2 separate regions of the Zea mays genome follow, and region 2 is linked to region 1. A link is a contact called in public Hi-C data. All regions are on one chromosome and are shown on one strand. The core of a region is the stretch at or near the end of the contact, and the rest is flanking DNA. Distances in the headings are between cores, read along the strand shown. Region 1 has its middle 48 kb from the start of LOC109942545. Region 2 has its middle 84 kb from the start of LOC100273471.

The links. A called contact is a pair of places that touch in the nucleus more often than the background predicts.
Region 2: a contact with region 1 is called in a Hi-C map of bundle sheath, with 2.6 times the contacts expected there. The contact joins two enhancer-like sites. A contact is called at or near these places in 3 of 25 Hi-C or Micro-C datasets (bundle sheath, ear and tassel).

The regions. Positions count from the first base shown.
Region 1 is chr9:72,830,694-72,836,374 of Zm-B73-REFERENCE-NAM-5.0, reverse strand. No RefSeq gene overlaps it. Among protein-coding and RNA genes, the nearest start is that of LOC109942545, 48 kb to the right of the region's middle. Within about 2 kb of position 1,839, at least 19 of the 20 cell types and tissues checked have an H3K27ac peak or open chromatin away from gene starts, as enhancers often do. A contact at or near this core is called in bundle sheath, where this site is marked.
Region 2 is chr9:73,014,628-73,020,253 of Zm-B73-REFERENCE-NAM-5.0, reverse strand. No RefSeq gene overlaps it. Among protein-coding and RNA genes, the nearest start is that of LOC100273471, 84 kb to the left of the region's middle. Within about 2 kb of position 1,718, at least 7 of the 20 cell types and tissues checked have an H3K27ac peak or open chromatin away from gene starts, as enhancers often do. A contact at or near this core is called in bundle sheath, where this site is marked.

The DNA of each region.
Region 1 (5,681 bases), core at 590-3,089:
ACCGGCGGCTGGCCCGCGTGCCGTCCATGGCGTTCGAGCGTCTCAAGTCGTTCAACGGCCGCTTCGCCACGGCCGAGCCCGTGCCCGCCGAGACAGGAGTGGTGGATCTGGGGTACAACAAGCAGCCCCACACGGCGGAGATGGAGAAAGAGGGCCCTGTCGTCGTCGAGGGCGCTGTAGATCCTGAGCCCGAGCCCGAGCCCCAACACGCGGCGCACATGGAGCGGAGCAGGTCGGAGGCGGATGCAGAGGCGAAGCTGCCGTTGCTCCCGTCGCGTCTGCACAAGTCCGCCAGCGACAAGTCGGCGTTCGCGCACTTCGGCGCCGAGGAGGTGGAGGAGACCGTGCGCGCGGTGGAGGCGCGGCGCCCCGCGACGACGAGGGAGAACCGCGGTCGGCGGCTCCCCGTGGCGGAGCCGGAGCCGGCATCTGAGTCGTCGGAGTCCGAGTCCGAGTCAGAGGAGGAGGAGGCCAGCGGCGGCGAGGTGGACGCGCGCGCGGACGACTTCATCAACCAGTTCCGTCACCAGCTGAAGCTGCAGCGCATCGACTCCTTCATACGCCACAGGGAGACGGTCCGCCGCGGCCAGGCGGCGGCCCAGGGCGTGTAGGTGTGCCCCAGCGGAGGGAGCGAGATGCTGCAAGAGTCGGTGACACCGTGAGGAGAGGTTGAAATGGACGAAGAGAAGCTGCAGTGAAGGGAGATCGGGTGGGGGAGGAGGAGATGGTAATTCCTGCCTGCCTCCTTCGCCGTCTGCTTTGGTTTTTCCCGTTTGCTGGTTCCTGGTGCGAGCATGTCGTAGCTCCACACTATGCGTTTTTTTTTGGGGGGGGATAGGAGAACCTTGCCTTGCGCAATGTGGTATGCCACATTGCATCGCATCATATATATTCATAATATATGCGAATCGATAGTAGAAGGAAACCCGTAGCTGTAAATCTATGGCTCTCTTCTCTTTGCTAGCATTGCTGCTTCACGGTTCTTTACGGCTTTGTTTAGATTGCTGGTGCACATGGTCACAGGCAGCGGTTCTCCTCTCTTTAGCGTCTCCTCTGTCGCGGGAACAGAGGAATGCCGCAGCGAACAATCACGAGCAATGCGTGCGTAGCTGGAACAATCACGCAATGCTGATCAGCCCTGCCCCCTCTCTCTGGCTCTTTCTCCGTGAACGGCACTGTTCGATTGCGTTGGAGCGCCACTGGCGATTTTAAGATAAGGCACGGGCGATTGCTGCCTAGTCAGCAGTCACTCATGAGCACAAGCTGATCCCTTGGAGATTCCTCTAGAAACCTGTGTGAGGCGCATAGAGTACGTACGGCCAAGCATCGAGATGGTGGAATCGGCGGTCGCTCGCGGGGGCAGTTTATTACTTACTGCTGGAGCTGTCCCCTGCTGCCCTGGACCCCGTCGTGTTCGGTCGCTTTCCGCCTCTCCCCCGCCATCGCCCTGCTTTCTTTTAATCGCCGTCGCCGCGGCGCGCTCTCACATGGCACCACGGGCCGCATTGCGCGCTGCTGAGTGGTGGTGACACGGCACCTGCTCCGCCCGTTCCGTCTACGGCCGTATAAAAATCTGCCATCTTTGCCAGCACCTCATGCTCGAGCTCCACGTTCGATGCTGCTCGCAGTATAGTACTAATGCGTTTGCCATCGGTTGGCGCTGTTCATCTTCCCGGGCCAGCTCTCTCTCTCTCTCTCTCCTTACAAAATTGCAAGCATTGGCTCGTTTCCCGGCAACTTCCAGAGGTGAACGTTCAATCTCCACCCCATCATCCTGTGCAAGTGAGAAGAAGCGCAGGGCACAGATAGGCTACTACTACCAGTCCCTGCATCCTCCCTCCTCCCGGAACGACAGCTGTTTTGTTGCCTCGCGGGCGGACGGTGGATGGTCCTACTCTCGCGTCTGTGTCGCCGTGCGTGCGTTTGTTAGACGTGGACGCTGATCTTTGTGTTTGCCCACTAGTGTGCGGTGCACATGCGACCTTGCAGCATCGGATTCTGTCGCCGGAAACGAAATGGAACAGGACGAGGATATTTGTTTTTTCCTTTTCTTTTTGACTAGGACACGCTGCTTTCTGATGGATTTCTGATAAGGTGATGCCTTTTCGTGACGACCTTTTTATTTTGACCGAATAAATATCACCGTAACTCCCTTGGTAACCAGCAATATAATGCCGGATTCTCCATGGGTAAGCCCATGTTTGTTTACCTCAAGGTTATATGATCCATAATCTATAAATAGATGCTTATGTTATATAATCATGAAGTCTACGTGGAAGAGATCAAAGTAAAAAAAAACAAGCCCATCGACGATGCACAGCACATAATCGTTGTTCCAGAACACAGCCTGGCACTAGTACATAGAAGCTCTGTAGATGCAGTTATTGTTCACCCATTTTATACTGACGTTTTACAGAACTGGCTATGATAGACGCTAGTAGAAAAAATTATTTGTAAAGACGGTAATTGAGAATTGCCATGGCGGTTGAAATAAGAAAACCGACAGTGGAAATAGATTTTCACTGTAGGTCAAAGTAATAAAACCGTCAGTGGTAAAATATTTTCCAAAAAACATAAAATATGTTTTTAAAATAGCAAAAAAAAATTACAGGAGGCCTCACCCAGGTCTCACTCGCCCGTTTCCGTCGAAGTATATATCCGAGTATAAATTGATTATTTGAGGTTGTAAATAAATTTAAATAAAAAAGTTGTCAACTATAAGTTTCATAACTTTTAAAGTTTATAACTTTTATTTTGATATTTTTCTCATATGAGTTCGTTTGCAAAATTTGTATTTTAAATTTGACAAATTTAGATACAATTTTTTAGAGTTAAAATGATTTCAAATAAAAAAAGTGTCCAATAGAAAGTTTCATAACTTTTAGAGATCTACAAATTTTATGTTGGTTCTTCATACGAGGTCATTTGAAAAACTCAAAAAATCAGGATATAGATGATTTCTAATGACCGTTTCTTAAGAAAAATTGATTTGTAGTTGCGGTTCCTTAATAAAACCGTCTATAGAAATTATAGATTTATAGTACCGGTTTTCTTAAGAAATCACATGCAGAAATATGATTTCTATAATCAGTTTTTTTAATAAAACAGGCACTAAAAATAACACTGATGATTGATTACTAAAACCGTATGTAAAAATCAAAGTCTATCATAGATTTTGAGCTCTTTTCTATGGTGCGCTTTTTCGGCCGAGGTCGGCCAAACGGGGCCTCCGGAATAGAATTATAGAATGCCATTGCAACACCTAACAGAGTAACAGGTGTAGGATCGGAGATGGTACGGCTATTTCAGCTCATAGCCATAGCCGGGCCGGCGGCCGGACAAGTGGTACGTGGCGTTGGCGTCGTGCCGTCGTGGTGGTGCACAGCAAGGGGACAGCGGGGCCAACTAGCCAAGGAAGTGGCACTGGCAGTCGCAGGTAGTCAGGGACCAGGCCAGGGACAGGGAGTGGAGCCAAGGAAAGCAAACCCCGCTAGCGCTAGCATGGCAGAGGACCGCGGCGGCCAAACCGGCGGCAGACCGCAGATGCAGATGCACGGCAGGGTGGGGGGCGAAGCTGAACAGCACTACTACAGCAGGACGGCGGCATCCAGTGCAATAATGTCGGCAACCAAATAGCCAAAACACGAGCTGGGACTCGAGGTTGAGCTACCCGAATCATTCTCCCACCATAAAATCCTTTAGGTTCTCGTTACTCCGATCTCGTAAGAGCATCTACAGCAGGATCTCAAATAAATAAGCTTCTCAACTAAATTTGAGAGATTATATCACAGAGACAAGTTTAGTAGGGCCTCTATGAAAGCCTTAAAAAATAAGTATTTTTTCACGGCTCCTCCTCACCTCTCATTTCTAGAGACCCTACTTCATTCCGCTCTCCGCGTGCAGGTGGAATCGCCTTTAGCACCCCCCAAGTTTCAATTTGAGAGTTAGATAGAAATTTTATTTAATTTAGTGAATTATCCTTTTTATATGTACTTGAAACTAAACAAATAAATGGCAAATACAAATAATTTGTGTGTCATGCTGGATTATTTTTTATTGATGCGTTTTAAGTGCAGACTCAAAATTTGAAGCATGGTTTAAAATTTGAAATTTGAAATTGAAATAGAAAAGAAAAAAAAAGGAAAAGAACGGTTGGGGCGTCTTCCGAAGGTCCTCAAAACACTAACTTAGCGGCTATTTCTTAGCTTGTTCGAGTGTCATAGGTATAATGCCAAGGGCAACCTTCGACTGGAGTGACCACGCTTGTGAAGATGAAGGTACAAGCTTCGGATGAATGGTACGAGTACGTAGTGGATGAACAAGTCAAGACCAAGAGAAACATTGAAGACTTGTTCAACAAGACAACCGAAGGAAAAAACAACATTGTCCTTAACACGTTCACTAGTTCAAATGTATAGGCTTAAGTGCACAATTATAATTTTGCCGAAATTATACCTCGCAACTATAAATAGAGAAACAGTGTCATACTTTGTTCATGCTTTTTGGTTGGAGAGGAATGAATTGCTCTGCCTACCAAGTTGTATTTCTTTTACCTTCATATTGTAATCTCACGAAGCTGAAGGTATAATGTAATTTTTTGTTGAATAATAAAGAGGAGGAGAAAGTAATAACTTTTAAGGTTAAATCGAGTGTCTTACATTTTCATTACGCGCAATTTATTTTAGATGCCCTTTACATTTCGTCCACTCACTTTTTTGCATCTTCATCCTTTAAAGAACCCTCTCCCAGATGTGGAAGAATTAAAGGATGAAGGTGAACCTTGATCTAATTGTGTTGCCTTGTTTTTGATCCCATGAAGAAATAAAAAACGAGTGACCAAAAAGAATAAAAAACAAAAATCGTTCTCGAGTCACTTCTTTCTCTAGCCTAGCTAGCTTTACCTCCCTATAGTCGACTAGGCCGAGTGGCCAACCCAAGTTCCCTCTCACAGACCCTGGCGCAACTGCTTGCCCGAAGACCGATAGGTGGGACCCAGACATCAAACTGTTTTCCCCTCGCAGTTGTTTGCTCTGAGTATGTGACATGTGGGACCGTATTGTCATTCCTTTCTTCTACCTTAGGTTCGAGGCGATAGGGAAATGGCCTTATCCATTTTCTCTAATTGATTTTGGTGCTTGATGACAATCACAACCTTATGAACTAACTAGTTTGCTAAGTTACAAATTCATGTACTCAGAAAACGCTTCAAGAAAGATCAACCCTCAAAATAGCGCATCATGGACTGATAGACCTCTTTTTGGAAATATCACTTGTGCCCGGACCGTCCGTGACACCTCGATGCATTTCGGACAGGAACTATGCCAAAAGCACATTTCCACAACGGACCGTCTGGAAGATAAGTGAAGACCGATTGGCGCCATGTGCGGTCCGTCCGGCCTCAGGCGCGGACCGTTCGCCTGTTGAAAACCATAAAAACCCGAAGGTGCCAGGTTCTGTAAAATGTATGCCAAAAGCACATTTACAGAAATGTTCGGTGGCTTCTTTAGTTGAAAGATTCATCCCTTTCTGGCCCGTCGCGGTTACTAGCATGTCGTCGTGCTGCTGCTTGTCTTTCTTCTTTCTCTTCTCAAGCTGCCTGTTGGTTCCACCATCGGGCTCTTTTGTCATGTTTGGCTCTCTGCTTGTGGTGGTCGAGGATTGCCTCATCGCATTTTCCCCTG
Region 2 (5,626 bases), core at 469-2,968, 180 kb before region 1:
TTCGATGTCATAAGGTTTATTTTCGATAGTCTTTGACCACCGAAAATAGCTTTTGTAGGTAGGGATGTCGCTTGCGATGCTAGTGATCTGAAGCTCCATTTGGGATCGATGGTGCCTCGTACTTTCCAATAACTAAGCAAGCAAATGGAGCATGACTGACTGACCCGGCCTCTCACTCTCGAGTCAAGGACGCGGTTGTGTTGTTATTAGTTGGGCGCTGGATCTGATGGTGACATCATGTATTATTACAATTAACTTGGCCGAGAAGAACGAGCGTACAGGTAAGTATGGATTGCGAAGACCCATGCATCGCCGACGAAATGCTGAAGCGCTAGACCGTCCTTGCAACTTCTCCGCTCACATGTCTCAGCATCTTTTCTTTGTCAAAGGCAGAGAAAGTGAAGTTTGGACAAATCTAAACTACTATACACAATTCTGACCCAGATTATATTTTTTTATTAAACAATAAAGATGTAAAGAAAACCATATTTGGTAATATGTAAATATAGTTGGTGCATTGACGGGGTTTCTTGATTGCGTTATCTGGATTTTGAAATAATGTGGTCTAAAACATTGCACGACGTGCTTTAGGCTTTCTTTGGTAAGGCTTTTTCTCTGTCTGCTTCTGCGGTAGCTTTGCTATTATTTTCATAAGCCATACCAAATACCGTTTTTTTTATAGATGGTTTTGGCTGAGAAGAAGCAAAAAAATGGCTTCATCAGCTTTGACTCGCGCACTTTTGCGAAAAGTCTCTTCCACTAGCTGCATCACGAACTCTTCTCCACAGCGATCGAGCATCTGCTCCAGCGTCTTCTTTCCCACGGATGAATTCTAGCACGACTTGACCCAAAATTATTGAAGACCGTGTCGGTCCGAAGATTTATAGTCTAAAACATGATGGACTCGTGTTATCATGACTGATTTAGGGCATGTACAACCTAGACACTGCTGCACAGTACTCTAAGTATAAGACACAATTAAAACATAATATAATACATTGGTTATGTCTAAAATATGTGTCTTACTATATTCATTGTACCAATCAGAGCATTCAATAAATTAAAGTGACCAATCAGGTAGTCTCCTGTCTCGAACATAGAGCTAAGACACTGTGTCTTCGTCAAGATACATGTCTTGAGTTTTTTTACATTGACCCCCCTAAACACATTCTAAAACACAACTTAAGACACCCATTGTACATACCCTTAGAATATGTACGTTTAATATAAATATTCCTGAGTTGTTTAAATGGATATTTGCAAAAAAAATTGTTGGATCGTTTCTCCGCGAAGAGACGTCTCTGACTCATAAATCAAGTAGTAACAGACGTCTTATTTCTCACTGTACGAATTCGTCGCCTGTTTTATCGATCCGATGATGTATAAGTGTATTTATTTTTATATTTATTAATAAACTATATTTATAGATACTTTATTATATAATAGAGTTTTATAGTTGTATCTTATGTTTGAAAAAACCATTTTGGTTTTGGTGTCCTTGTGCAGACGTCATCGCCTTATGTTGGACCGATTAGCTCACGAGCGCGTGGCGGGAAGGCTGGAAGCCGCCGTGAAGGCTACGTGCGCTCGAGTCTGTTTGACTTCTTTTCTGGTAGCCAGTTGAATGAATTATTTAATTATTAGTTGGTGTTGGGATGAAGCTTTGCGTGTGAATAGGCCGGGCCTGCCGTTGGCATGCTTCATCGACAAGTACGAGTTCGTCTGTTCTATCACAGATCTTGCAGGGTCTCCACCTGACCTTGACGAAGCATCATCTGTCACATAAATAATTCATGACGATGACACGGCCAGATAGCTGGGGAGGAAGCTATGTTTTCTTAATTAATCAGAGATATCAAATTCGGAACTATTGAAATCTCGGAAACCGTTGGAGCCGCTAATTCAGGACAGAGAACCTAACTTAAAAAAAATAACGAGAGCGATCTGGAGTCCTAGAATAATCGTATTCCATAACTGAGCATGTACCATTCAAATAAGACTGCATAACGTCTTGCTATTATTAACTGGCGAGGTGATCTGCACAAATGCGCAGTTGCATGGCCAATATATATATATATATATATATATATATATATATATATATATATATATATATATATATATATATATATATATATATATATATATATATATATATATATATATATATATATATATATATATATAGGGTAGGTATAACGGGAGCCCTGGGCTTCCAATAGTTAAAGGAAGCCCGGGCCGACCACCCTGCAAACTGGTTCAACCAGCGCGTCCAAACAGGCTGTCGGGTGCGCCACCTGCCCCACGTCTGTTAGCGCAAAAAAAAGAATGCATACATGAGTCAAACACGATCCAATGCATGCGCATAAATTTAGTAAAGATATGTGCGACAGTTTCTGTTTTTAAAATCCTTTATTTCTTCCATAAATTTAGGATCGCTGCAACAGCCATGCAGCTAGACGCGTAAGGACCATTTTATGATATATACTGAGACTAAATATGCTACATTGTGTTAATAATTATGCAATTCGATATACTGCGTAAAAATCTGTTACCAGCTGCATGCACACGAATTTATGATAAAAATAATGTGCAATGAAAGAAAATAAATTACACGCATAGAAACAAAAAATCGTATTTAATGTTTTATTTCCTTCATAAATATAAGATCCCTCCAACAGCCATGCAGCTAAAACACATTAAATCTAGTTTATGATATATACTGATACAAATTATACTACATGGTGTAGGTATTTATGCAATTCGTTACACTGCGTAAAAAATCTGGCATGTTGTTCACTGGTGGACGCACCTCCGGGTTGTAGCGTAATAACCTTAAGTTTTGAGCATAAAATCCCTCAATTATAAGCGTATATACCGAGTCAATGTGAGAGGTTGATAGCTCTAGTAGGTTATTATTACGATCCTATTTTTATGGCAGATCCGAAAAACATGGCAGTCGCATGCATGCGGTTATACAGATCCTAAAATTATGGCAAAATGCATGCATGAGTCAATCACGTTCTCTTGCATGCACGTAAATTTAGGAATGATATGTGTGGCGGTTTCTATTTTAAATGCTTTATTTCCTCCATAAATTTAGGATCGCTGAAACAGACATGCAACTAAAACTCGTAATGACCATTTTATGCTATATACTGATACTAAATATGCTACACTGTGTAGATAATTATGCAATTCGGTATACCGCGTAAAAATCTGCTACAGGCTGCATGCACACGAATTTATGATGGAAAGAATATGCAATGAAAGGAAATGAATTGCATGCATAGAAACAAAAAATCACATTTAATGTTTTATTTCCTTCATAAATATAGGATCCCTCCAACAGCCATGCAACTAAACGCATTAGAACTAGTTTATGATGTATACTGAAACAAATTATACTACACGGTGTAGGTATTTATGCAATTCCTTAGACTGCGTAAAAAAATCTGGCATGTTGTTCACTGGTGGACGCATCTCTGGGTGGAGCGTAAAAACCTTAAGTTTTGAGCATAAAATCCCTCAATTATAAGCGTAAATACCGAGTCAATTAGAGGTAGATAACTTTAGTAGGTTGTTATTACGATCCTATTTTATGACAGATCCGAAAAACATGGCAGCCGCATGCATGCGGTTTCTATTTTTATACAGATCCAAAAATTATGGCAAAATCGTGGGAGTTTCCATTGCATGCGCGCAAATTAAGAATAACATAAATCAAGGAATTTCCTTTCAAATGTGCATGCAGTAAACTGATATACGAACTCTGTGTTAAAGCATAAAAACATACAGTTTTTAGGGTAAATAATACATGCGGTAGGCATAAAACACAATAAACGAAAAGAAAAATGCGTCGGATCAGAGGATGTCACGCGCGATCATCGCTGCGCGCATCTCGCCCCTTCCGTGACGTCGCTCGCTCGAACATCGCGCCTCATGCGTCGCCGTCGCTACTCGCACGTCGACGGGCGTCGCTTGCTCGCCGGCCTTGGAAGTGCCGCCTCCTCGGGGCTTCGGGGACGCCGCCGCTTGCCTGCACAAGGGCCTCGCTGCGGATCGAGGAACCTCCGCCACCGCGCGTCGAGGTAATGGAGTTGCGGCCACCGGCCTGGGAATCGCCGCCACCGCACAAGGGCGCTGCCGCCGCTCGCCCTCTGGATCGGGGGCCGCCACCGCCGGCCTGGAAACCGCCGCCACCGCATAAGGGCGCTGCCGCCGCCGCTCGCCCTCTGGATCGGGGGCCGCCACCGTCGGCCTGGGAACCGCCGCCACCGCCGGCCTGGGAACCGTCGCTAATGAATCGAGATGGGGCGTAAAAACTGATCCCTAGCACTACGGATTTTCTTTTATAGACGTCTGGACCTGGTCCGGCTCGACCGGATTGCACTGTCTGGCCTGGGCTTCCAATAACTAAAGGAAGCCCAGGGCTCCTAATATACAATCTATATATATATATATATATATATATATATATATATATATATATATATATAGTATTTAGAGCCCTGGGCTCTATTTAACTACAGGAAGCCCTGACCAGGTGCGCAGACCGCACCGGACCCTTTTTGGTTTATTGTACCTAACTGTGCTTACGCTAAATTATAATACGAGTTATGCTGATGTGTGTATCAGTTTATGCAAATATAGTCTGCGCATATTACGTGCATCAGGCCCACGATTCAGTCCCACGCCGACACTATAAAAACACCCCCACGCCGCCAGGGATTAGGTTTTAGCGGCGGCGGCGGTTCCCTCGGGCGTGCGAGCGGCGGTGATCCTGGGGGCCAGCAGCGGTGTCGCCTCGAGGCAGGCGACCGACGGTGGCGCTCCACCAGGAACGAGCGATGGTGGCGCTCCACAGGGAGCTCGCCCGCCTCGCCGCCAGGTCCGTCGCGCGCCTGCCTGCTGGGGCTGGGCTCGGCGGGAGCGGAACCGCCGAGGAGGCCGAGATGGCCGCCGCGCTCATGGACGTCGCGGCCGCCAGCGCCGCCGCCTCCGCCGCCGTGTTCTCGACCGTCGCGTCCGTGTCTGCCGCCGCATCGTTGTGCTCGAACAAGAAGGCCCCGACGGCCTTCATGGCTGCTGCCTTCGCCAAGAAGCCAGAGACGCCGACGACGGCCGATGTCGCGCAGGAGAAGCACGAGGAGCTTGAGCGATGCATCGATGAGTGCGAGAGCGGCAGCGAGGTGGTGTTCAGGAGCATTGTTCGGAATAGGGTTTCGTTGCTCAACATCCATAGTCCGGCGATCTAGAGAATCGATCTCTCATATCAGTCGCCATCACAATTTAGTTAACGACTGTTGTATACTATGCTACATACGTATATATACAGTGTAAATACACGTTGAAACAATAGAGAATAAAAATATATATGTGCAGTTGGAAATAACACAGAAATTCAGTCAGCATGTATAGCCCCAGGGTAAATTATTAAAACTGTACTACTGTAATCATCAGGAGGGCATTATTTTAAATGTTGTATGATTTACGCTAAAATTCGCACTCATTTACGCTGTTTTAGCTCACGTTTTACGCTGGAATCTGCCCGAGCAGAACCCGCGAACTGCGGCTATAAATTAAAATTTATTTCCTTCTACTAATGCTCCTCAAACCGTAACTG